7 separate regions of the Mus musculus genome follow, and all the other regions are linked to region 5. A link is a contact called in public promoter capture Hi-C and targeted proximity ligation data. All regions are on one chromosome and are shown on one strand. The core of a region is the stretch at or near the end of the contact, and the rest is flanking DNA. Distances in the headings are between cores, read along the strand shown.

The links. Promoter capture Hi-C pulls out the DNA fragments that hold promoters and counts their contacts.
Region 1: a contact with region 5 is called in a promoter capture Hi-C map of liver, with 4 times the contacts expected there. A contact is called at or near these places in 1 of 39 promoter capture datasets (liver) and 1 of 130 datasets of targeted methods (pancreatic cancer cells).
Region 2: a targeted proximity ligation map of pancreatic cancer cells shows a contact between it and region 5. A contact is called at or near these places in 1 of 39 promoter capture datasets (the C10 cell line), 1 of 484 Hi-C or Micro-C datasets (B cells) and 1 of 130 datasets of targeted methods (pancreatic cancer cells).
Region 3: a promoter capture Hi-C map of liver shows a contact between it and region 5, with 5 times the contacts expected there. A contact is called at or near these places in 2 of 39 promoter capture datasets (liver and pre-B cells).
Region 4: a contact with region 5 is called in a promoter capture Hi-C map of liver, with 5 times the contacts expected there. A contact is called at or near these places in 3 of 39 promoter capture datasets (cranial neural crest, liver and pre-B cells) and 1 of 130 datasets of targeted methods (pancreatic cancer cells).
Region 6: a contact with region 5 is called in a promoter capture Hi-C map of pre-B cells, with 2.8 times the contacts expected there.
Region 7: a contact with region 5 is called in a promoter capture Hi-C map of pre-B cells, with 4 times the contacts expected there.

Annotation. Positions count from the first base shown.
Region 1 is chr19:5,039,617-5,042,922 of GRCm38.p6, forward strand. It overlaps Brms1 (breast cancer metastasis-suppressor 1), which reads left to right and starts at 1,747. Exons shown (of 10, transcript NM_134155.3): 1 at 1,747-1,874. B4gat1 (beta-1,4-glucuronyltransferase 1) reads left to right here. Exons shown (of 2, transcript NM_175383.2): 1 at 1-416; 2 at 691-1,518. The coding sequence ends at 882.
Region 2 is chr19:8,891,267-8,894,812 of GRCm38.p6, forward strand. Ints5 (integrator complex subunit 5) reads left to right here and starts at 1,721. Exons shown (of 2, transcript NM_176843.3): 1 at 1,721-1,882; 2 at 3,493-3,546. The coding sequence starts at 1,803.
Region 3 is chr19:5,473,425-5,476,787 of GRCm38.p6, forward strand. It overlaps Efemp2 (epidermal growth factor-containing fibulin-like extracellular matrix protein 2), which reads left to right and starts at 1,266. Exons shown (of 11, transcript NM_021474.3): 1 at 1,266-1,350; 2 at 1,637-1,754; 3 at 1,984-2,032; 4 at 2,642-2,848. The coding sequence starts at 1,644.
Region 4 is chr19:4,926,928-4,930,102 of GRCm38.p6, forward strand. Dpp3 (dipeptidylpeptidase 3) reads right to left here and starts at 1,360. Exons shown (of 18, transcript NM_133803.2): 1 at 1,293-1,360; 2 at 1-132. The coding sequence starts at 127. It also overlaps a transcript of Peli3 not described here.
Region 5 is chr19:6,920,260-6,923,473 of GRCm38.p6, forward strand. Esrra (estrogen related receptor, alpha) reads right to left here and starts at 1,549. Exons shown (of 7, transcript NM_007953.2): 1 at 1,363-1,549; 2 at 1-140. The coding sequence starts at 128. It overlaps Catsperz (cation channel sperm associated auxiliary subunit zeta), which reads right to left. Exons shown (of 5, transcript NM_001039494.2): 4 at 3,042-3,108; 5 at 2,167-2,401. The coding sequence ends at 2,292.
Region 6 is chr19:5,892,568-5,895,697 of GRCm38.p6, forward strand. It overlaps Tigd3 (tigger transposable element derived 3), which reads right to left and starts at 1,561. Exons shown (of 2, transcript NM_001362045.1): 1 at 1,403-1,561; 2 at 1-550. The coding sequence starts at 533.
Region 7 is chr19:5,566,735-5,569,770 of GRCm38.p6, forward strand. It overlaps Ap5b1 (adaptor-related protein complex 5, beta 1 subunit), which reads left to right and starts at 1,290. Exons shown (of 3, transcript NM_001362046.1): 1 at 1,290-1,349; 2 at 1,706-1,873; 3 at 1,970-3,036. The coding sequence starts at 1,724.

The DNA of each region.
Region 1 (3,306 bases), core at 497-2,996, 1.9 Mb before region 5:
ATCTGGCTCGGGAAGAGGCCAACTACGCCCTGGTGATTGATGTGGACATGGTGCCCAGCGAAGGGCTGTGGAGAGGCCTGAGGGAAATGTTGGATCAGAGCAATCACTGGGATGGCACAGCCCTGGTGGTGCCTGCATTTGAAATCCGCCGGTCCCGCCGAATGCCGATGAACAAGAACGAGCTGGTGCAGCTCTATCAGGTGGGCGAAGTCCGGCCCTTCTATTATGGGCTGTGCACGCCTTGCCATGCGCCCACCAACTACTCCCGCTGGGTCAACCTGCCAGAGGAGAGCTTGCTGAGACCTGCCTACGTGGTGCCCTGGAGGGACCCCTGGGAACCATTTTATGTGGCTGGAGGAAAGGTGCCCACATTTGACGAACGCTTTCGGCAGTATGGTTTCAATCGAATCAGCCAGGTACTTAAAAGGGAGAGGGCATGTAGGACTAAGACTGGAGGCGTGTCAGGGGTGAAGTGGCCATTGGTGGAAAGGAGGCAGTGAAGCAAGAAGAAAGTGGTTGGATGATGGAGAATTGAGGACAGTGGAGTGGAACTTTAGGGATGATCATGTGGGCCCTGGGGATATCATTAAGTTATTGTGATTAAATCACTGTGACCTCTCCCTGTCTCTCTCCCTCTCTTCCCTCTCCCCTCCTCTATCTCTCCCTCCCCCCCCCCCGCCCCTTTTCCAGGCTTGTGAGCTGCACGTGGCAGGGTTTAATTTTGAGGTGCTGAACGAAGGTTTTCTGGTTCATAAGGGATTCAAGGAGGCATTGAAGTTCCATCCCCAAAAGGAGGCTGAAAACCAGCGCAATAAGATCCTTTACCGCCAGTTCAAACAGGAGTTGAAGGCTAGGTACCCCAACTCTCCCCACCGATGCTGAGTCCTTGTCTTCCATGGTCTGAGAATTGTCAGTATCTGGCTCCAGGCCTGACTGGGGTAAGAAACATGCCTCCACTTTACAGAGGTAGCTATGGGTTTGGAACACTGGACTTGACTATGGGGTGCTGGGAGTCAAGTCTCAGCTTTACCACTAACTAGCTGTGTGGCCTTGAGCAAATACTATTACTTCTCTGAGCCTCCGTTACGCCGTCTGTAAAAAGGGAGGTGAAAATACCTACCTCACAGAACTGTTGGCTCAGATGAGACGCTGTATGTGTAAACATCCTGTAAACTTCGTACAAATGTGAAGTATTATTAATATTGCTACAGTGTTATTATGATATTGTTACTATTAACCATGTTGGGTGGATAGCGGCAGAGCAAAAAGTTTGAATGGGCTAGAGGTGGGAAGCTTGAGTGTTTAATAAAATGAGGCTTTTGGAAAGAAAGATGAAAACGTAGAATGTAGTGCTAAGAACGTTTCCCGTTCTCTCATGCCTTCGCCCTCCGCCCTCCGAGATCCCTGAAGGAGGAAAGAGATAAAGGTTAAAGTCCCAGATCTGTGCCCTCCAGTAGGTTGGGCTGCTCATTTGCCTTCGGATGACATTATGTAAATAAACGAATGTCACACCCACAGCTGGCTCTGTTACTCTCCTAAGCCGAGGGGTGGTGGGCCGGAGCACCGTGTTAGACGGCGGTGGACCCAAGGACACCGACCACAATGCTAGGACAGGCTGAAGGCCTGGGTTACTGGGGGCCAGTTGCTATGGAGACCCGTCCGCCGTATCCCGGCATGCCTGGACACCAGTGGTTCCATTGTAAGCGCCACAAATGGGCGCCTCCTGATGACGCACACGGAAGCGTCGACACCTCCTGGAGAAAGAGAATCCTGCGCAGCACTGTTCCGGAGATCAACGGCGGCGGCGTTCACACCCTGGGTCGGACAGCTCTCCGGGAGTCCTGGACGTGAGGCCGGAGGCCCCAGTGTCTGCGGTGCGTATGGCCACGCCCGGCGCTGGGTTGGGCTTTCCGGATCGGAGCTAAAGCAGAGACTTAACCGGCCCGACTCGCGCGCTGGCCTGAGAGGAGCCCGCGGTTCCGAGGGTGGATCGAGGTGGGATAGTTCCTTGCGCCGCAGAGTTTGTCCTCTGTGTCTGTAGGGAGGGGTCTGCTTTCCCTGGAGGTTTGCTGTGGAGGTGCTTATACACCGCGCGTTTACCGTGTGCCTCTTCCACTCCCTACAACCCTCAGCAATGGTATATCCCCTATTTGTACCCGGGTTAAGGAGGGACGATTGGTTGTGACTTCATTTAACGAAGTCAGGATCAGAGTCAGCTGGAGGAAGGAGATCCTTGAATTCATCCTGCGTCTTAGAAAGAGTATATACAACGGTGAAAAGGAATTGCCAGTGTGGAGGGTCTGAGGCGTGAAAAGGGGAACAGTGAGGCTGTTTTGGAGATCTGGATTTTCAGAGCAGGAGGAAATGCTACTAAACTCTCCTGCAGGTCCGGCGCTATAATTACTTGCATGGGTGTGAAGGAGCGTTACTCCAAGTAGGGTTGCCAAGAAGGAAAAGCCAGTTTCTATACTGCAAAAGTTTATGTTGTTTAATTTGGGTTTAGAAATTCCCAGTCATCAAGTGAGCTGGCACTGCACTGGGCGAGTAGGACAGCCTGCTGCCCTGTCCTGATGAAACACCCACATTTCACTGGGTGGTCGGACATGAGACTGGGAGAATATGAGATAAAAAACAAAGAAACCTTTAATCCCAGCACTAGGGAGGCAGAGGCAGGCAGATTTCTGAGTTCGAGGCCAGCCTGGTCTACAGAGTGAGTTCCAGGACAGCCAGGGCTACACAGAGAAACCCTGTCTCGAAAAAAACAAAACAAAAAAAAACTTCCTGGGGGAAGGAGTTATGCCTTCCCCATGGGAAAGACTTACAGAGCAGCAACCAGAGATGTAGAAATCACACCAGTGTGAACTAGAAGCATCTACATCCAAGATGACCTATTCTCTCTGGGGGCCTGGCAGTATCAATCTCTCGTTGTCTCCTTCCTTCTGAAAATACCTTCCACCCTAACTCTTGGATTTTCAATCTGTTCTGCAGAGGTTTCTCCTCCTGCCTCCTTTGTTGACCTTGGGAATTCCAACAGAGGCCCCTTCTCACAGTTCCGCCTGAAAAGTCAGACTGCACAAAGCCTAAATAACTTGCCGTATGTAGCTAGAGGAGCCTGGGTCTAGTGGAAGTTCACATGCCTGTGTCCCTGGTCCCTTTTCTCACTTCTAGGTCTTTGTACTTGTTTTTCACTCTGCCTGGAATGTTCCATCTCAGGCGGCCTGGTCCTCACCTAGTCTGTCTCCCTCTGGAAGCTGTCACTGTAGCAGCAAGCTCCAGCTCCTGTGTAGACACCTCCCATAACACCTT
Region 2 (3,546 bases), core at 471-2,970, 2.0 Mb after region 5:
AGGAGAGGGTCTGATCATAGTCCACACTATGTTTAGCATTAGAGTTAAGTAAGGAACATTTCTTTTTGGTTGTGTTTAGGGATTCAAACCCAGGGTACCTGCATTCGAGGCAACCCCTGTGCCATCTACATCTTGAGGGCCTGTATTTCCCAGTCAGCACTCAGTGAGATGCCAGATCTGAGGACTTTGTTTTGTTTTCGAAGATTTTCCTTATATAGGCCAGGCTTGGTTTGATCACATGGTCCTTCTGCTTCTGCCTCCATGGTGCTGGGGTGATGGGTATAAAAGACATGTCCAGCCCCCTTTCCTAACTTTTACCATTGTAAACAGCTAAATAGATACAGGGAGGCTAGTGATGTAACTCAGGGGTAAGGGTACTTGGCCCAAGCCCAACAATCTGAGTTCTATCCCTGTTACCCAAATAGTGGAAAGAGCTGACTCTACTCTTGTCCTCTGGCTTCCACACTTGAATTGTGGCAAGCACATGTCCCCATACACACAGCAAGTGTCAAAACAAAACTCAATTAGACATGGGCTTGCCACATTTAGGTTTTCATTCCTTCTCAACTAAATATCCATAACTGACAACCTTGTGGTTTTGAGTCCTGTGCTCAATGTGTGTGTACACTATATATGTTGTGTATACTATATAGTGTACACTATATAGTGTGTGTACACTATGTATGTAGTGCATGCCTGGAGTCTTCAGAGGCCAGAAGAGGCTGTTGGATCCCTTGGAATCAGAGTTATAGATATTTGTAAACTGCCACGTAGGTGCTGGGAACTGAGCCTGAGCATTTTGAAAGAGCACCAAGTATTCCTAACCCCTGAACTATCTTTCCATCCTCATTGACAATTTTTTATTTTATTTTACTTTATTTTTGAGACGGGAGATCTTTGTAGCCTGGCTGCCCTGGGACACCCTCTATAAAACTGGCTGGCCTCAAACTTATAGAGATCCACCTACCCCTGTCTCAAATGCTGTGATTGAATGTGTACAATACCACTGGCCTTAAACTTTTCTTTTTAGATTTATCTTATGGATATGAATATTTTGCCAGCATGGATGCATGTGTATCATATGCCCATGGAGACCAGAATCAGAAGCCCTGGAATTGCAATTACAGTTTGTGAACTAGCTGCCATATGGGTACTAAGAATTGAACTCTAGTCCTCTGCAAGAATAGCAGTTAAGTGCTCTTAACTGCTGAGCCATCTCTCCATCTCCAGACTACTTTATAAATGTCACACAACTCACAACCACCAGTAACTCCAGCTCCAGGAGGTCTGATGACCTCTTCTAGACTGAGAATAACTCATATACATATCATTTAGAAATAATAAAAAACATGTTGATCTTCCTTCCTTTTTTGTTTTTTTTCGAGGCAGAGTTATCTCTGTAGCCCTGACTGTCCTGGAACTCACTCTAGACCAGGCTGGCCTCGGAACTTCAGAAATCCGCCTGCCTCTGCCTCCCAAGTGCTGAGATTAAAGGCGTGCGCCACCACTGCCCGGTATGTTTATACTTTAACAGATTATTAGATTGCAATGTAGAAGAAAGCCTCGGAAGCTTTCCTATGCCTACGAAGCCCCTGGGGGGTGGGTGTGAAGGTTGTGCTGAGAGCAAGCCTATTACCCGCTGTGACCGATGCGACGCGGAACCAAAGTACTAGGGCTCCAGACTTAGCCGGACGGATTTTCCTGAGAGGCGGGGTCGATAGTTTCTGTCGCGTTTCCAGTCAGCACGCATGCGTCGCCTGTGCTCCGCCGCTCCCGCCTCAGGCTCCGGGTAGGGCTCCGGGATGTCCGCGTTGTGCGACCCTCCCGGGGCCCCAGGGCCACCCGGGCCTGCCCCCGCCACCCACGGTCCCGCGCCTCTCAGGTAGTCAGAGCCCCTGGTATCTTCCTTCATCGCGCCGCCCCGCCAGCCTTCTCCTCAGAAAGCTGGATCTTACCTAGAGAACCCGCGTCAGGATTCTCAGAGATTCTGGTCGCGTCTTCCCGGAACTCAGGGACCGCTTCACTAAAAACTCTGGGCTGCAATGCCTGCCCTGCTCGTAGTTCTGCCTCTCCCGAGACCTCAGTGCCTTCTTCGGCCGGCCTTGCTTTGCCAGCAGTTGGGGACATCAGCGCTCCTGAGAACCCAGCCTCCTTGCCCCTTTTACGGGAGGAGGCTTGGACTACATGAGAGTTTCTGGGGAGCCAAGGCTCGGAGCCGCAATATTTGTTCTCGTATTGAGGTGCCTTTATTTTTGATCAAAGGGAGGGTACAGAACCTTATCTGCCCAGAGAATGCGGTTGTGTTTGACAGAACAGATAGTAGTAAGAGGGAAGGGGTTTTACTTTCTCAACATCGCCTTCTGAGACTCTTAAGACACAGCTTATATATTGGGCGAATTGAAAGGCTTATATTCTGTGCTCCGGGGGATCCCCCACCCCCATTCTCTGCACACTGAAGGCATTTAATTCAGTGGGTGCGTGATTAGAATTCTCTCTCTTTTCCTTCATTCCTTCCCCCCCCCCCCCCTTTTTTTTTTCCGAGACAGGGTTTCTCTGTAGCCCTGGCTGACCTGGATCTCACTTTGTAGACCAGGCTGGCCTCAAGCTCAGAAATCTGCCTGCCTCTGCCTCCTGAGTGCTGGGACTAAAGGTGTGCGCCACCACGCCCGGCTCATTCCTTTCTTTTTTTTTGAGACAGGGTCTCTCTATGGATAGACATAGCTGTCTCGGAATTCGGAATTCATTATGTAGGTTAGCCTTGAACTCAGATCTGTCTGTGTTGGAATTGAAGGTGTATGTCACTGGTTAAGGCTGAATTCTTGAATAGTATGGAAAAGCACACATTTGGGAGGGAGAGCTTTTAGTAAGGTTACAGTTTTCTGACCATTGAGAGATTTCAGGGTGCTTGTGCTGTAGAGGGGGGGCTGAGAAGATGTTAAAGTAGGTATAGAATCTCAATATATTTAGCTAATTCAATTTTTCATTGAGTAATTCCCATATACCATCACCTTAACAAAAGGGAATTCTGTTTTAGGAGTTTAGAAATGGTTCCTGCCTCTTTGTAATATTTATCCTGATTTCTTAACTTTAATTTCTTTACCTGTAAAATGGGATCATAATAACCATATTGTTGTCAGGACTGAAAAAGTACTGGTGAAGTACTTAAAAGTGGGGTGGGGATGTAGCTTAAGAGATGGTGCCTAGTAGGCCTAAAGGCCTAGGTTTTATACCTCGTACTGAAAAAGAAAAAAGAACGTGGATATTTGAAAGGTAATCTGTTATTCCTATGATTATTGTTGCTGAAGGACAAATAGCATTTCTTGAATGACCAAGGTGTAACAGGAATGGGTATGCTTCTAAACCTTCATAAATTCTTATGAGGCACGTATTACCCTATTATCACATAAAAAGAAACCAGAGCTCATGAAAGGAATATAACTTACTTCACATCTCCCAGTATTTTGATTTTCTTTTTTTTTTTCTTCCTTACAGTGCTCAGGAGCTGTCCCAAGAAATCAAGGCTTTTTTGACCGGTGTAGACCCTAT
Region 3 (3,363 bases), core at 16-2,515, 1.4 Mb before region 5:
AATTTCCAGCGACAAACCCTGTCTTAAAACATAAGGTGAATAGGTACACACGAATATACCACATACATTACCACTCAGACAGTTAAATGAAATGAAGCAGATTTTTTTTTTTAAACGTCAAGGCAGAGCGGAGCATGGTAGTGTACACCTTTCATCCCAGAGCCTAGGAGGCAGAAACAGGCGGATCTTTGTGAGTTCGAGGCCTCATCTACTTAGTGAGTTCCAGAACAGTCAGAGTTACACAATGTGAGACCCTGTCTCAAAATGACAAAACAAAAACAAACAAACAAACAAGATGGAAAGAGGTTGGGTAAGGGAAAGTTAAGGAAGACCTGGTTATTGCCGCTAGCGGTCTGGGCCAGGCACGGGAACCCTGGACACGCAACCCTTTCCCGTCTAGGCCCGCCTTGAGACGTGGGCAACGCGAAGTCCCGCCCATTCACCCCTTCCTGGGCGCTGGAGGCACCCAGACTCCGCCTCCAAGGCATGATCTCCGCTGGGGGCGGAGGCGGAAACTGGGTGGGGGACTTGGATGGGAAGAGGCTCGGGAAAGGGCTGGCACTGGGCCCTAGTGTCCTCCGCGCCCAAGTTCAAGCTTGCCCGCCTTCCCAGGGGCTTCCATTCATTTCGAGCCAAGAATACTGCTGCCCTCTCCCCCATACTACTGTAGTTTTGCGCTGGCACGGCTTGGGGAAGCAGTACCCCAAGTAAAGAGACCACCTGGAGGCCGTGGATGTGGATGCAGAGGGAATTGGACAATTAATTTGGACAATTAATTAAGTTGGACGAGGGTCTGGAAACCTTGGATGAAGTTTTAGGATCATCTAAGTGATGATGGTTTAACACTGGATAAAATTCTGAAAGGAGTAGAATTTGAAGCTCTGAGGATTAAATGCCTAGTAGGTTCTGGGAGGCGCAGAATCGGGTTACACGGAGGTGCGAATGCACAGCATGGGATTCCGGAGGCACAGGTTAGATAGGGTCTAGGTGGGCAGAATAACATTTTGAGTGAAGGCCCGGGGTCCTTAGGTGAGTTTGGGGGCCAAGCATCAAGGTCAGTGGCCTAAGGATCCAAACTTTGGGAAACTCTGGCTGGGCGTCCGCAGGCGACTCCAGGCAGCGCCGCGGGGGACCGGGTGGGGGCCTGTGGCCGGCCGGGGCGGAGAAGCCGGGGGGTCGGGGTCCCTCCCCCTGGCGCGGGCTCAGGAATCCGCCGAAGGGCGGGCGGAGGCGCCGGGGTGGGCCGCGGCCGGCGGGCGGGCGGGGGGCGCTTCCTGGGGCCGCGCGTCCAGTGAGCTGCGCGGTCCGTCCGTCCGTCCGCCCGCCCGCAGGCACTGCTGGAGTCGACGCGTGAGTGGCCTCCAGCGGAGGGAGGGCGCGGGCCGTTTGGCGGCCGAGTCGGTGCTGCGCGGAGCGGGGAGGCCTGCGCTTCACGACTCGCGGGGCGGGGGCGGGGCGGTCCGGGATTGCGGGCCTGGGCCATAGGCCTGCGAAAGGATTCTGTCCCCAGCCCTGGAAGGTTCCAGCCTCAGCACAGTCCTGAGACGAGACAGCTGGGACCCAGGCTCCCCTTCCAGATAGAGGGAATGGGGGGTGCTGTGGCAGAAACCCCTGACTTCTGCCCACCACCTCCCAGCCTCAGGATGCTCCCTTTTGCCTCCTGCCTCCCCGGGTCTTTGCTGCTCTGGGCGTTTCTGCTGTTGCTCTTGGGAGCAGCGTCCCCACAGGATCCCGAGGAGCCGGACAGCTACACGGTGGGGACCGTGGGGTCACCAGCTTGGGATGGGATGGGAAGGACAGTGAGATCAGGATCCTGGGGAGGCTGCTTCTGGGCAAGATTCTCCCCGGCTTGGTTGGTGGAAAGCTGGAGGCCATTGTGTGGAGCTGACCCGAGCATGACTCTGAACTCTGGCCCTGGTCTTGGCCTGGCTAGTTGGTGGAGACAGCCAGGGTGGTCACTGGCCACATCGGGTTCCCTTCCAGGAATGCACAGATGGCTATGAGTGGGATGCAGACAGCCAGCACTGCCGGGGTGAGTCTCTGTCTGGGGTACTAGCCATCTTCAGGAACTGGGAAGGGGGTTGTTGTTTCCCAGGGATACCTTACCTCCCAGAGCTGCTGCAGGAACTTGATGGCCCTTTTCCCTGTCCAGCTTGGTAGCCAGCCATGCTTCCCTTGTGCCACTCAGTTAGGAGCCCTGCCCCTTCAAGAAGCTGGACAAACGGCCTCTATCCTGCAGGAGGGAAGGGAGCACCTGGCTATTGCCCAGAGAGAAGGAAATACGCACACCTTCCCTGGACTGCACTGTACCTGCCTAGCCCAGCTCTTTATCCCAATGCAGCCTGGGAGAGCCGTGCATGCCCCGTGGGTCGGCAGGCCCGCAAAATTTCTCTTGGGCAAAGGTAGAGGCAGGGATTTGAGGAGGCAGGAGAATGGAGATACCAGTGTGAAACAGGGGGCCCCACTCCCAGTCCTGCCAATCCCTGGCAGGGCTTCTGGGTCAGCAGCCTTAGTTTGCCTAGCAGAGAGAAAGTCTTGCTCTGTTGCTCAGCTTAGAGAAGGCCAAGTTGGGCATCTGCCTCCCACTACCTCCAGGGCCAGCCCAGGTGACTGGCTGTGCCCAGCAGGCCCCTCTCTGCAGATGTCAACGAGTGCCTGACCATCCCGGAGGCTTGCAAGGGTGAGATGAAATGCATCAACCACTACGGGGGTTATTTGTGTCTGCCTCGCTCTGCTGCCGTCATCAGTGATCTCCATGGTGAAGGACCTCCACCGCCAGCGGCCCATGCTCAACAACCAAACCCTTGCCCGCAGGGCTACGAGCCTGATGAACAGGAGAGCTGTGTGGGTAAGCAAGGGCTGATCGGGTGTCTGGGCTTCCACGCGGTTTATGAGTTTTTTCCCCGAGACAGGGTTTCTCTGTGGAGCCCTGGCTGTCCTGGAACTCATAGACCAGGCTGGCCTCGAACTCAGAAATCTGCCTGCCTCTGCCTCCCGAGTGCTGGGATTATAGGCGTGTGTTACCATTCCTGACTTTTTTTTTTTTTAATTTTTAAACTAATTTTGTATTTACTGTACAAAGTAATGCGTTCCATCATGGTATCATCTCCTGGCACATGTCATTCTTGTTTGTTTTCATCTTCTAGTAGCACTTTTTGGTCCTCCCTAGTTTTTGTTGTTGTTGTTTTTGTTTTTTATTTATTTTTTTGTTTTCTTTTGGGGGCGATTTTGAGACAGTTTCTGGATTTGATCCCCACCATCACAAAAACAAGAGGATCTCTGTGGGTTCCAAGCTAGTTGTGGTCTGTGTGGTAGCAGACACTTGTAGTCCCACCAGTGGGGAGATGTGAGCAGGAAGACCTG
Region 4 (3,175 bases), core at 110-2,609, 2.0 Mb before region 5:
ACCAAGCAGCTCTAGACAGGTGATGGGCATAGAGGCGCTCTGTGGGTGACAGCAGGCGGAATGCCTCCCTGCAGTCCAGGCTAGACACACCAATGTCATTGGGCAGGATGTACTGGGTATCTGCCATGAGCCCTGCAAGAACACATCACAGTCATCTCAGAGAGCGCAGCATCTTCGCGGCTGCTCTGAAAGCTCATGAGCTAACTAACTTCTTCCATCCAGAAGTCCAGGAGGGAGTAATCCAGTCGCATCCATTCACCTGAAATGCTGGGATTCAAAGACTCAAATACTTGCGGGCCAGCTTTGGCCTGTGGCCTCTCAGACTTAAAATCTGAATCCAATCACTTCATATTACAGATGAGGACACTAAGGCCCAGGATGCCAAGTGTACGAAGGAAGAACCGGCAGAACACAGCCTCATTACTAGACTCCCAGCCCCAGCCACTCCCTGCCTCATCTCCACCTTCTCAGATGTCCTAGTCTCTGTTCAGAATTTCCCAACACCTCTAGCTCATCACAACTGCTGACAAAGGCTTCATGCTGGATATCCACCCCACCGTCCCAACCCCGCTCCACCAAAAGGTCTAAAACCCAGGGCAGCCGCTTCACCTCCCTGCACTGCTCTTTGCTCCTCTGCAACACTGACTGTGAGTATGACACCAAGCTCAACAGCTGGGTATGAAATCCAGGACAGGGATGTGACCCAGTTGGTAGAGTTTGTCTAACCAACAACCAGGCCCAGGGTCAGATTCCAAGGTCAGTCTGGGGTACATAAAACCTTGTCAAAAAATAAATCAAAAACAGCAATGATATTTTGTCCCAGCTTTTCCCTCCTAGCATCTGCCCCAGTCTCATGTCTTTCTTCAGCCCTTCACTATCCTGTTTTCTTCTGTTGCTCTGTTGGGAAGCCATATAAGGGCACAACCCATTTTCCAGATAGGAACCATATGACATTTGGAAAGCAAGCAACTTATCCAAAGCTTTTCAGCTCAGTTGGGACCCAAGGAATTCCGAACCCACCACATTCTCCACGCTCCGCCCCTGGCTAAGGACACGTTTCCACCCTCTGTACTCCTTATTTGCGCGGCTCCGCCCCATCTACCCCTTCGCTCGGAAAGAGGTGTTAACTCTTTACTGCCTGGAAATTCTCCTTGCCCAAAAGCTGGGAGAGATTTGGAAGAGGCACTGAAGGGTGGACAGAAAGGGGATGATCTTGCATGCACAGCCAGGCCTCGCTCTGATCTCCTGAAGATGACACACCGTGACCCCAAAACCAAGGCGCTGTACCTCACCTGCTGCAGCTGCTCCGTTCGCAAACTCACTTCCTGCTTCCGGCTCCCCGCCCCATTCATTGGGACACAAGCCCCGCCCCTACCGACCCGTAGTCGCCCCAGGGATCAGACGGACAGCAGCTACAGCCAGTAGAAGAACCGAAGACAGTTCCTCCCCTCATCTTCTCCCCGCCCCCAAGCGCTACGGGTGGTGCCTGCCTTGCAAGGACCGCGAGGCCTTGGCCTTTTGTCTGCTGGCCCTCACTGCACAGAGGCGTGGCGTAGGGCGATGTTTGGTGAAAAAGTTTGAGTTTCTCAGTACCCCGCGTGGCTGCTGTCGGGTACCGACAGAGGGGACTGACAAGGTCCCCAAACGTGAGAGTTCCTATACATCGGGAGCCTCCACACATGTAGCTGGGAGCCTGCTCTCTTTGGGGTTTCACCTCCAGTGTCCCTACCCTGGATTTGGCAGTTAGGAACCTCCACTTAGAGAAGACTATAATAATGTGGACCCCCTCCTCCCTGGATTTAGGATTTGGAGATGCTATTTGGAGACTACGAAGCTCTTACAAAGAGTGTATGTAGGCTGTGCGAATAGTAGTCCCATCCACCAGTAGTCCCAGGGGTGCAGAAAAATGCTACAGGTGCTCCACTGGGTCGCCATGGAAGCCATCCTTAAAACATTGGGAACCCCAGTTTCCTCAACGCACTTGAAGTCGAGGCCAGCTAGTAGCTGGCACTTTCTTAGTGTGACCACTTGCCAGCTAGAATAGAAAAGCGGTCTCCAGTGACATTGACTGGAGGGCAGCCCAGGATGCAGACAAGCATGTTGTTTACTCTTGGTAGTCAGGGAGGAGTCTTTCTGGGTGACCCATGGCTCTTGCAAGTACTTGCTGACCAGATGTGGTAAGCACTGCAAAGAGCTGGGGCCTGACTTAGGCTGTCTAGGGTTCAATCAGATGTCTGTCTCCTACCAGCTGTGTGACTTTAGATAGCTCACTTCTCTTACTCTGGAACACTGTCAGCTTTACTTCAGGACTAAGTCTACCCAAGGGATGGGCAGCCATCAAGAGGTAGTGCTGTCCCCTAGAGTTGTGTAGGAGGTAGTGTTTCGGGACTGAAATCCAACACACCTTCCTTACCTTGCCTATTTAGAGGGGCCAGAGCAACCATGTGCTTAAGGCCAGCCTTGTCACCACAGCGCTAGTAGCTCTTGGTTCTGATTGGTGAGTGTCATTATAAGGGGGAATTCTGTAAAAATGTGTCCCGAGGAAAGTCCTCTTCTTTCCTTTTGCCTGTTCTCATTGTTTCTAGACGAGGTATAAAGTTGTCTGACTGAGACCCAGTTGAAATGTAAGTGTAACCAGATAGGAAAATAAGGGCTATCCATAGCCACCAAGGGCAAATTCAGGCAAGTGAAGGATCCCAGGGCCCAAGACCCCCAACCAAGCTGCATGGTGTCGTGTTATAACCGCAGTCAACAGGAGTGCATGTTAAATGAAGTCCTTTACCAGCGGCTTGCCATATAGAATTTCATTTAATTCTTGCAAAAACCCTGAGATAACATATCACTGTTGTACCAATTGCACAGGTGAGAGGACCTTTGATTTTATAAGACCTTCCACTATACAGTTTCCACTCCTGCAGCAACACACACACAACACACATTTTCTCTCTCTCTCTCTCTCCTTCTCTTTCTCCTCTCTCTTTTTCACACACACATTCTCTCTCTCCTTCTTTCTCTCACTCACACATATTCTCTCTTCCCCCCACCTCTCTCTCACACGCACACACACACACACCCCACATTCTGTTTTAATGGGTCATGGCTTTTCTGTACGTTTGCATCCATCTGGTAATGAAAATACTTTTTGTTTTTGTTTGTTTGAGACAGGGTCTTGCCA
Region 5 (3,214 bases), core at 299-2,798:
GGAGCTGGACCAGAGGCCAGGGTCACCGGGGGTTCAGTCTCAGTCTCTGAGGAACCCTTTGGACTGTCAGGACTGGCTGGCTCTGCCTTGATGTAGAGAGGCTCGATGCCCACCACCTGGCTGGACATGGTGCTGGTCACCTGCAGGGAAAGACCATCAGGGTCACAGGGAGGCACCCTGCCACATAGGTTGGGCAACACTGGGACTAAGCCAGGCTTCCAGGCTCAGCCAAGGAGAAGGAGGAGGCAGAGTCCAAGGAAGGGCTGCCCATGAAGAGGGCCCCCAGCTGTCGCCATGGGAACAGAGTCTCCAGAGCCTCTGAGGCCAGTAACTGACAGCAGGTCTTCCTCTTGGGAACCTGGGAGCGGCTTGGCAAGTCTAGCTCCCACCCAAGCCAGGAAGCAGGCTAACCTCAACCTGCAGGCAACTCTCAACCCCGAGCATAAGCATGATCCTCTCCTCAGTTTTCTCCAGATGTACTCCAGGAGGTACTCTCAAGTATTCAAGAGCATACTGAGGAACCGGGAGGGGGCTAAGGGGGGCCAAGGGGGGCGGAGGCAAAGGATATGGCCACTCTCTCAGGAGTTTCCACATGTCCACACATGCTCACACTCTCCTGGGAACCTTCCACTCACACATGGCCTTTAACCAGTCCCAAGTTCTCACATACTCCCAGCAAAAGAGCACACTCAATAAGCAAACTCACACTCAAGTCTTCTAATCCCTCACCACACTCTTGTAAGGGAGTCTCTCACCTCTGACACGCCACCCCCTCCAGCTTTAGCAAGCCCAGTCCAGCCACGCCGTGCAGGGCGCGGCTCCACCTCTTTTGCACCCCAAACCTGCAAGGTTCATTCTTACACTCCAGCTACCGCAGAGTTCACCACCTCTCGCGACCTCCAGGGCCGCCCCCCACCCCCCATTAACCTGCGCACACCTATGGGAAGTTGCCTGAAGTTACTAATCTCCCCTCCCCCCATTGCCCGCGGGGGACTTCTATCAGGTTATCAGGAAGTAAGAAGAGGCGACAAGGAAGAAGTTCTCCCTCGCGCTACGATGACCTATGACCCAGAGAGGAGGGTGGCCCAAAGCCCCTGCAAGCGCCCCCACGTGGCCTCAAGGGACCCTTTCAATTCCAGCCCACCCCGAGGACTCCCGCAATGCTCAAGGATCGATCTGAACGCTGCCCGGGGACTCGCTCCAAGGCCCGAGGCTAACTGGAGGCCAGGACCTGAAGCCAGTCCTGACCCGGCCGACGCACCAGGCGCGACCCCGCCCGCAGCCCGCCCCCCGCCCGCGCTTGCACATGGCCCCCGCCGCGCCCGCCCACCCCCGCGGCCGCCTTCCCCTCCGCCCCCGGACCTTGGGCTCCGGCAGGGCTGGCGGGCAGGCATGGGGGCCGAGCGGCCCGGAGCGCCGGGGTGAGCGGGGGCCGCCTCCTCCGGCCGCACCGCCCCGCCGCGCTGCGTCCCCCCTCACTCGGCGGCGCCGCTGGCTGCTTGTAGGACACAAAAGGACATCGCGGCTGCTTCCTACTCCGCTTCCTCCAGCTGACAGCGGAGGCGGGGCCGGCCTGCGCATGCAAAACAGGGGGTGGGGCCAGGTGCCCTATGCTAATATCCGAGGGAGGCGGCGGCGCCTGCGTACCCGGAGGACAGCGGGCAGGCCTTGTCGATACACACGCGTGCGCGGCCTCCTGTGGGCGGGGCCTGAACCTAGGGGAGGAGCGAAGACTAGGAACTGGTGCGGGAGAGAAGCCGGAGCACCCTTGCATCACGAAGGAGGGCGGTGCTCTGCCTTATAAGAGTGGGCGTAGCTGTTCAGTGAACTCACTCTGTGAGGGCGTTGAACGTGTATGTAAATGAAAGGCGGGTTTATGTAACTGCATATGCATAAGGGGTGGGGCCTAACAGGGTGCTGCTCCCCACCCCACCCCATTATGTTGATGGGACACTTGACAGATTTGGTAGATCAGCACCCCTGAGGACCCTCAAGTGGAGAAGCAGACCTAAAACATGCAAGTAGCCCTGGTTTGCGAGTTCCTCAAAGGCAGAGGTGAGACACGAGCGGACAAAACTCAAGGTCACTGCGGTGACCGAATGAAGGTCACGGGGAAAGGCGGGGCCACGTGCGTCCGCCTCACGCAAGCAGCCACGCACTGACTCTGGGACCATGCATAGACTCTTTAATTTCTCTAGGATTCAAATTCCATGCAGATGAGGTTGAGCTTGGGTTCGAGGGACCGGAAAGGACACGGAGCGGACGTCTCGTCGGCCACTTGAGCTGGAGGTTCACTGATCCAAAAAGTACAGCCTCTTGTTCCTGCGCTTCCTGATCCCTTCGATGTATCCCTGCAGCTCTTTAGTCATGAAGTGGTTCCTGCCAATCGTGGACCTATATGCTAGGGAGAGGGAAGAGCTGAGCTCAGGGCCATGAACAGCAGCAAAGGGCTTCCCCCATTTGAGGAACCACAGGTGATTTGAGGTGGCATTTAGTGCTGGATTTGGATCTGTGTTAGTTTGGGGAATTTTGGGTCTCCTAGGTGCGATGTGAAGAATGGAGGGGAAGAAGGCTGAAGAAGTTGCTGCAAGCCTGAACAGAGGCAGTGAGACCCAACCTCCTCCTGAGCCGCTCACTCTAACTAGTTATCTGGCCCTTTCTTCCCTCTATGTGCTCATATACCATGAGCAGAAGGTTACGCAGATAATCCAATATCCAGTACATTTACCCAAAAAAAATCCCGATGTGTCACAGCTCCCACACCTGGGAGTGAAGCAAAGCTACCCAAAGGCTGTCACTCCACTGAACAAGCAGAGAAAACAGACTTGCTAGAAAGGGGCTTATTTTAAGTCCTCTGAGTCACTCACTCCATTGAGTCGGCCTGTGCCTACTCTCTTGACTTTTAATTTTTAGGGCATCCTTGTGAGTGCTAAGGGGATCTGACAAGACTACATATCCTGAAACTCCACAGCCCCAAGCCCTGCCAAAGCCACCAGGATCTTTTGTGGAAGCTGGGGTGGGGGTGGGGGTGGAGTGCTCACTGATGAGGGCTTTTTTGAGAATATCCAGAACTTCAGTCTCCATGAGCTCCATCAGAGGCAGAGGCAGCTGGAAAAGCAACAAGAGACTCAACCAGTTCCATGGAAAGCTGAAGTGGTCCCCACATGACCTCCCCAGCTTGCCTGCCCCACTTTCCTGAAACCTGCCCATCTGC
Region 6 (3,130 bases), core at 311-2,810, 1.0 Mb before region 5:
ACTTCAGCACAGCCAAAAACATCTTCTGGTGAGAAGTCTTTAAGAGAAAGAGGTGGCTGGGCCTGAGATGGGAGAACTGCAGGAGGAGCTTCAGGAGGGAACAGAGGGACAAGGACCTGGCGAGTCCCAAAGCCCACATTGTTTCGACGTTTCCAGCGGACCAGCCAGCCAATGCTAGGCACGAAATCCTGGCCCATGATATCGGCCAGTTCCTTGGCCTTGTGGAGCAACATGGGCCCCGTTACATCCCAGGCCTTGGCTCGGGCAATGTGGTACCAGCACAGTAGAGCCTCATCGATCCCACTGTATTTGGATTCACGCTTCCGCTTCCGCTCGTGGTTGGCTGTGCCACTGCACCAGTCTGCCAACAGCTTCTCCTTATTCTTGCAGATCCGTGAGATCTGGGGCTGTGAGACCTGGAAGCGCCGGGCCACCTCTGACTGGGACATCTTAGACTCATCCAAGAGTTCCAGCACCTGGATCTTCTCAGCCAGGGACAGGGCGTGAAGCTTCTTCTTGGTGTTCAGCTCCATGACTCCCTGGGAAGCTGCTGGGGGAAGAAAAGTAGGAGAGCGTGCCAATGGCTGAGAGCAAGAAGAACAGAAGAGGTCGGGACCCCTGAAGCCAGAGCAATTCTCTGGAATGCAGAAAGCTGGAGGAGACCAGGCCAGCTGAAAGAGACATGAGATGGCCAGGCTGTGGGAGGAGAGGGCTAGACCCAGAAGAGAGCTGGCAGAGTCGAGTGTTTCTGGTCCGAAGTGGAGAGAATTCTGGGCTGGGGTTTGGTATTGATGGGGTGGAAGGATGAATAGAGGCTAAAGCACAGCTGTAAAGACAACCAGGAGACAGCTGCAGGGACAACAAAGGAGCAAAAACAAGGAGAGGCCTGGGGCTGAGGCTGAGCGGGGCAGGTGTAGGGGACATTCAGGGTGCCAGGGAGGAGTCCCCTGAGAGGAGATGAGGAGGAGGAGGACCTAGGTTGAATTTTGATGGCTGAAGGCAGGTGGTAGACTGAACGGACAGAGTCGAGATGAACAGGTGAGATGGTACAGATGACAAAGCCAGATGGATGGTGTCTGAAGGCGCTAGTACAATTCGGCGCTGGCAAGGCGGGGTGGTAAAGCTACCCAACGGTTCAACCAGGAGAGTGAAGATGCCAAGACGACAAAGGGAGACAGGGTGAGGAGGATGAGGGCAAAAGGGAAGAAGTGTCCTCTGCCCAGTGATAGCCTGGAGTGATATCAGAGAGAAGGGAGCACCGGCCAGGAAGCAGGCGGCTCGAGCGCTGGGCTCTGCGCCCTGGTTCGCTGAGTTGACCCCTCGTCAGTCGGCTGGACGGACACAGGCGTCGACCCCAGCCCGCCCGCCCACCCGGCTACAGGGCCTCCCGCTCCGCACCCACCTCCAGGCGCCGTCCCGCGCCTCCAGTCCCTGCCCCAGCCAGGTTCCTGGGCCTCAGCAGAACCAGAGAGTGACGGGCGCCGCGACCCGAGGACAGAGCGCGCCGAGAGGCTGCTCTGGAGCGGGCGCGCGCAGAGCGCGCACAGCCCTCACCCGGGTCTCTCAAGGCTGGGAAAACCTCGTCGCGGCCCCTCCGCAGCCCCGCCCTAACAAACTGATTAGCCATCAGCGGCAACTTGTCCCGCCTCCAGTTACATCTGATTGGATGCTGTGGAAGTGGCGGTTTGTCAGCCCTCCGGAGGAGGAGCTTCCTGAGTGGAGGGGTCTGGCGGGAAGAACCGGCCTTAGTGCCTATCACTTGTCGACCAGCCGGCGTGCCTTGACAGCCACCCAGGTGATTTCGACCCCATCCCTACGTGGTACCTAACTGGGATACCGGCCCTCCAGGATTTGTTTTGGAAACAAGATGAAAGGAGAAAATGAATGAATGTAAGCTTTTAGTCACAAAAGAGTTACCATGGACAGCGCTGGCCTCTGGTCTTGCCAACGGCCTACAAAATACACCGGTGGCAAGAAAGGACATTTTTTTTTTTAACCAGTTTTGGTGGGTCACGGCAAGATCTAAATTCCTGTTAGTCACTTCCCTCCTTTGTAACTAGGTGTAGATAACTTAGCCCTCCCTGCCCCTAAACAGCCAGGACCCCACTTTTTCATAGGTTTTGAGCCTATCCATTTACCACTGGATGCTGTCAGTCTCTCCAAGTGTCGTCTCCTGCGAACCAAATATTTTCTCTTAAATCTATTTTAGTGGTCTCATCTGCACATTTCTTTTTTGGCCCTCAAGACTACTCAGTTGCTAAGGATTAGTGCCTGACTCCCTGTACTCCTGGCCTACATAGCAGAACAGGCAGTGCATAGTCCAGACAACTCTGTGCAGTAGCAGGCCAGGGCTCAGCTTTCTCTGGCAACAGTGACCTCAGGGTGCTCTAGGAAAATCTGAGCACACTTCAGTCGATATATAAGTATTTAGCTAGAGAGGTTTGGGAGGGGTTCCCTTCCTTGTTGAGGCAGGGCTTTGCTGTGTAGCATACTCCCAGTTGGATGTTAAGCTTCCTGCAGATTCTGTCTCTGACTTCCATGTCCCTCTAAGAGTGCTGGAATAAGGGCTGGTGAGATGGCTCAGCGGGTAAGAGCACCCGACTGCTCTTCTGAAGGTCCTGAGTACAAGTCCCAGCAACCACATGGTGGCTCACAACCATCCTTAAGGAGATCTGACTGGTGTGTCTGAAGATAGCTGCAGTGTACTTACATATAATAAATAAATTTAAAAAAAAGAGTGCTGGAATAACACACATCATCCAGCTCCTTATCTGGGATGCAGGGACAAAATTCAGGTGGTCAGGTTCACAGTCAAAGTGCTTGTCTTGGACAGGGGTACGATGCCAATAAATAAATGAATGGGGAAAAAAGAGAGAAGAGAAGAGAAGAGAAGAGAAGAGAAGAGAAGAGAAGAGAAGAGAAGGGAAAAGTGCTTTAACTAGCTGAGCCATCTCCCAGTTGTTTAGAATCTCAAAGTGGGGCTGGTGACATAGTTTAGCAGTTTAAACAGGAGACCAGAGTTCAGGAGCTGAAGAGATGGTGAAGAGCACTGTCTGCTCTTCTAAAGGTCTTGGATTGTATTCCCAGCCCCTCAAAACCACCTTTAACTCCAGCTCCAGGCTATCTTGGA
Region 7 (3,036 bases), core at 40-2,539, 1.4 Mb before region 5:
TAGATGGGGAAACTGAGGCACCTAGAGGGAAGTGGTTTAGAGCTGTCGCCTGTGAGTCAGCTGTGGAGCCAGAGCCCAGAAGAGCAGAGACCAGGTCTTCTAGCTCCCCGTGCCTCCCCCAACGCCCCCATGTCTCCATTCTCTCTTCTTCTACCCTTGTTCTGGGGGCCCAGGCAGTCTTCTTTTTAGGACCCTACCTCACCACTCTCATCTGCAGCCAGGTCAGGATAAGGGGCTAGGAAGGAACTTGGGCCACCCAAAGGGACAAAGACAAAGAAATAGCCAGAGGCTAGCAATGGGGGCTCAGGTGTTTCATCTTCAAAGTGGCTAGCAGGAGGCTTTATAGGACGGTGAGTATGAGATTTGGACGACAGAAGGTCTGAGCCCCTGAAACTAGCGGGCCAGTGAGCACCCACAGCCTGGGACTCGCCAACAAGCCCAGATACAGTCCTCTGGACTCTAGTAGGTAGCGTGTGTACTACTTGGCCAGAAGTCTGGCAGCCCGGCCGTTGTCTTCTCAAGCCTTGGTTTCTCGGTTCATATTAGGTGTGTTACGAGCTGAGTGACCCTCCAGGCCCCGCCAACACGCACACCTAGAGTCAGGATCCCGTTGTGTTTCGGCTTCGCTGCGTCTTAAGGTCCCGCCCTGCTCGCTCTACTCTAGCGCGCCCGACCCCTGTAGGCAATCCGTGCGACTTCGGGCAAAGGTCAGCAGCTACCATCCGGCTGCGACCCTGGCCCCGGGTCCTCGCCTCCAAGCAGAGCGAGGTGGTCCCCCCCAGCACCCCCGACGCCAGGTCAGCGTTGAGGACGCCAAGCCAAGCCCTGCGGCGCCGGTTCGACCGGTCCCGCAGTGACCCACGCCTTGCTCTTCCTGCTCTGCCCTGGGACTGCGCCTCGCGCGCCACCCAGCGGCCGCCCGAAGACCCGCATTCAAGCAGCCGGGCCAAGCGCGCAGTCACCGGGCCCGGGCGGGAGGACTGGGGGACGCGCTGGCCGCCTTCCCGATCTGCCCAAGCCGCTGTTCTGCTCCAGGGCCTGGGAACGCAGTTCCATCGGGGAGCGGACCGGGAGCCCGGCCCACCAAACCCCGCCCCTGCCCGTGCCTGCGGCAGTTTCGGGGCAGGGGGCCTGCACGGCGAGACAGTTACTCAGACCTGGCGAAACCGGCGAGTCGGCACCTGCCGGCCTGGCGGGCGTGGCAGGCGGAGGCTCCGTTACGCCCCGCCCCCGGGCTCGCCCCGTCCCGGCCGCCCACGCGCCGAGCGCCGCGCCCCGCCCCGGCCCGCGCCGCCAGCCTGCCAGCCCGGAAGGAGCCGACCGAGCGCCCGCGGCAGCTGACTCAAGCGGTGAGAGAGGCCGACCCGTTACCACGGGCGCCAGGGGCGCGAGCGACGCTGTGGTTTCGATGCCCTTCGTAGGCGGGAGGCTTAATGAGCTCTCCGCACGCACCTTCTGGGCACCCCCACCCCGATCCTGCGGGTCCTATCCTGCAGGGGCCCGGGCTGTTGCTTCCGGCATTATCTCCGAAGCCTCCAGAGTTCATCTCGGGACCTAGGCATTGGGGGGCGGGGAGGGGTCTGCAAGACGGCCCTAGGGTAACAGCAGCCCCTCGGGAAGGTGGAGGACCTGGGCGCCCTCTAGTGGCCGTAAAGGCCTGCGCGTCGTCCTCGCCTCGGTGTCTGATGCTCTCTTCCCTTTACAGAGAAGTGGATGACTGACCATGGGGCCCCTAGGTCGAGAAGCCTGGGCCCAGCGCCTGGGGGCCTTCCGAGCCAGCCCATCCGCCTTTCTGGCAGGTGCCGAAGGTGAGGATTTGGGTCGCGACCTGTTGAGTGACCTAAGGAGTGAAAAGCTAAGCGAGCAGACCAAGGTAGGTCCTGCCCGTGTGCCCTGCCGTGGTCCATATGGTTGCTTCATACTACCGCATGCTGAACTCAACGAGTTCCTCTTAAATCCCCCATCTCAGGTTTCCTTACTGACACTGAGCTTGGAGTACTCTGATAAACTTTGGCCTGATGCACCTGCCGCGGAGGCTGCTGCCACTTCCCTGTTGGACACGCTTGTCCTCCTGCCCACAAGACCTTCAGCTCTCCGGAGGCTCCTGTTGTTGGCAGCCACTACAGCCCTGGTGTCAGGAGATGCTCTCGGACCCACTTCGGGAGCTTCCTGCCGGCTTCTGCCCTTACTTCTTGGCTTAGCTTCAGGCCGAGACTTGGGACGAAGCTTTGGAACCCCTTCAGAACAGCGCCATCTACAGGCCACAGCCTGTGAATGCCTTGGAGAACTTGAGCGCTGTAAGCCTGGGCTGCTGGCCGGCGCCCTGGGGATGCTGCGGAGCCTCCCAGGGCAAACAGGTCCCATCCAGCCTGTCAGCCTGCTTCTGGCCCTTGTTCTACACGACACCTTGGTGGTACAGTCCAGGTCTGGGGCTGGCCTGCAAGGCCTGCTGGTGGCTGAGGACTTCTCCACTGGGAGTTGTCCCTGGGACTGGACCCTGGCTGAGGAATGGGATGCCCATCTTAAGCCCCAGGGGCCCAGCTGGCCCACAGCTGGGGAGGAGGAGCGTGGCTTTCCGGTTCTAGAGCCCAGCCCCGAGGACGCCCGAGAGCTGAAGGCTGCCGTGGCCCAGCTTCTGGACACTTCCTATCTGCTCACTCCTGTGGCTCAGGCTCAACTTCTGTGGCTGTTGGGCTGGGCCCTCCGGGGTCTTCGGGGACAGCCACCAGTGCTTTTCAAGCCACAGCTGGTTCGGCTGCTGGGCACGGCACAGCTGACACTGTTACACTCAGTTCTGTCTCTGAAGGCGGCCTTTGGCGAGGCCCTGTTCACTGCACAGGATGAAGCTCTGCTCCTCCGCAGGCTCACCTTGGGAGCCCAGCACCCAGCTTTACCCTCGCCCACACACCTCTTTTACCTGCATTGCATCCTGAGCTTCCCCGAGAATTGCCCACTAGGTCCAGAGGGGGAAGAGGCTGCCCCGCTGCTGTTGGGGCCCCAGCTGTGCCGGGGCCTCATGCCCAGTCTCCTTCATGA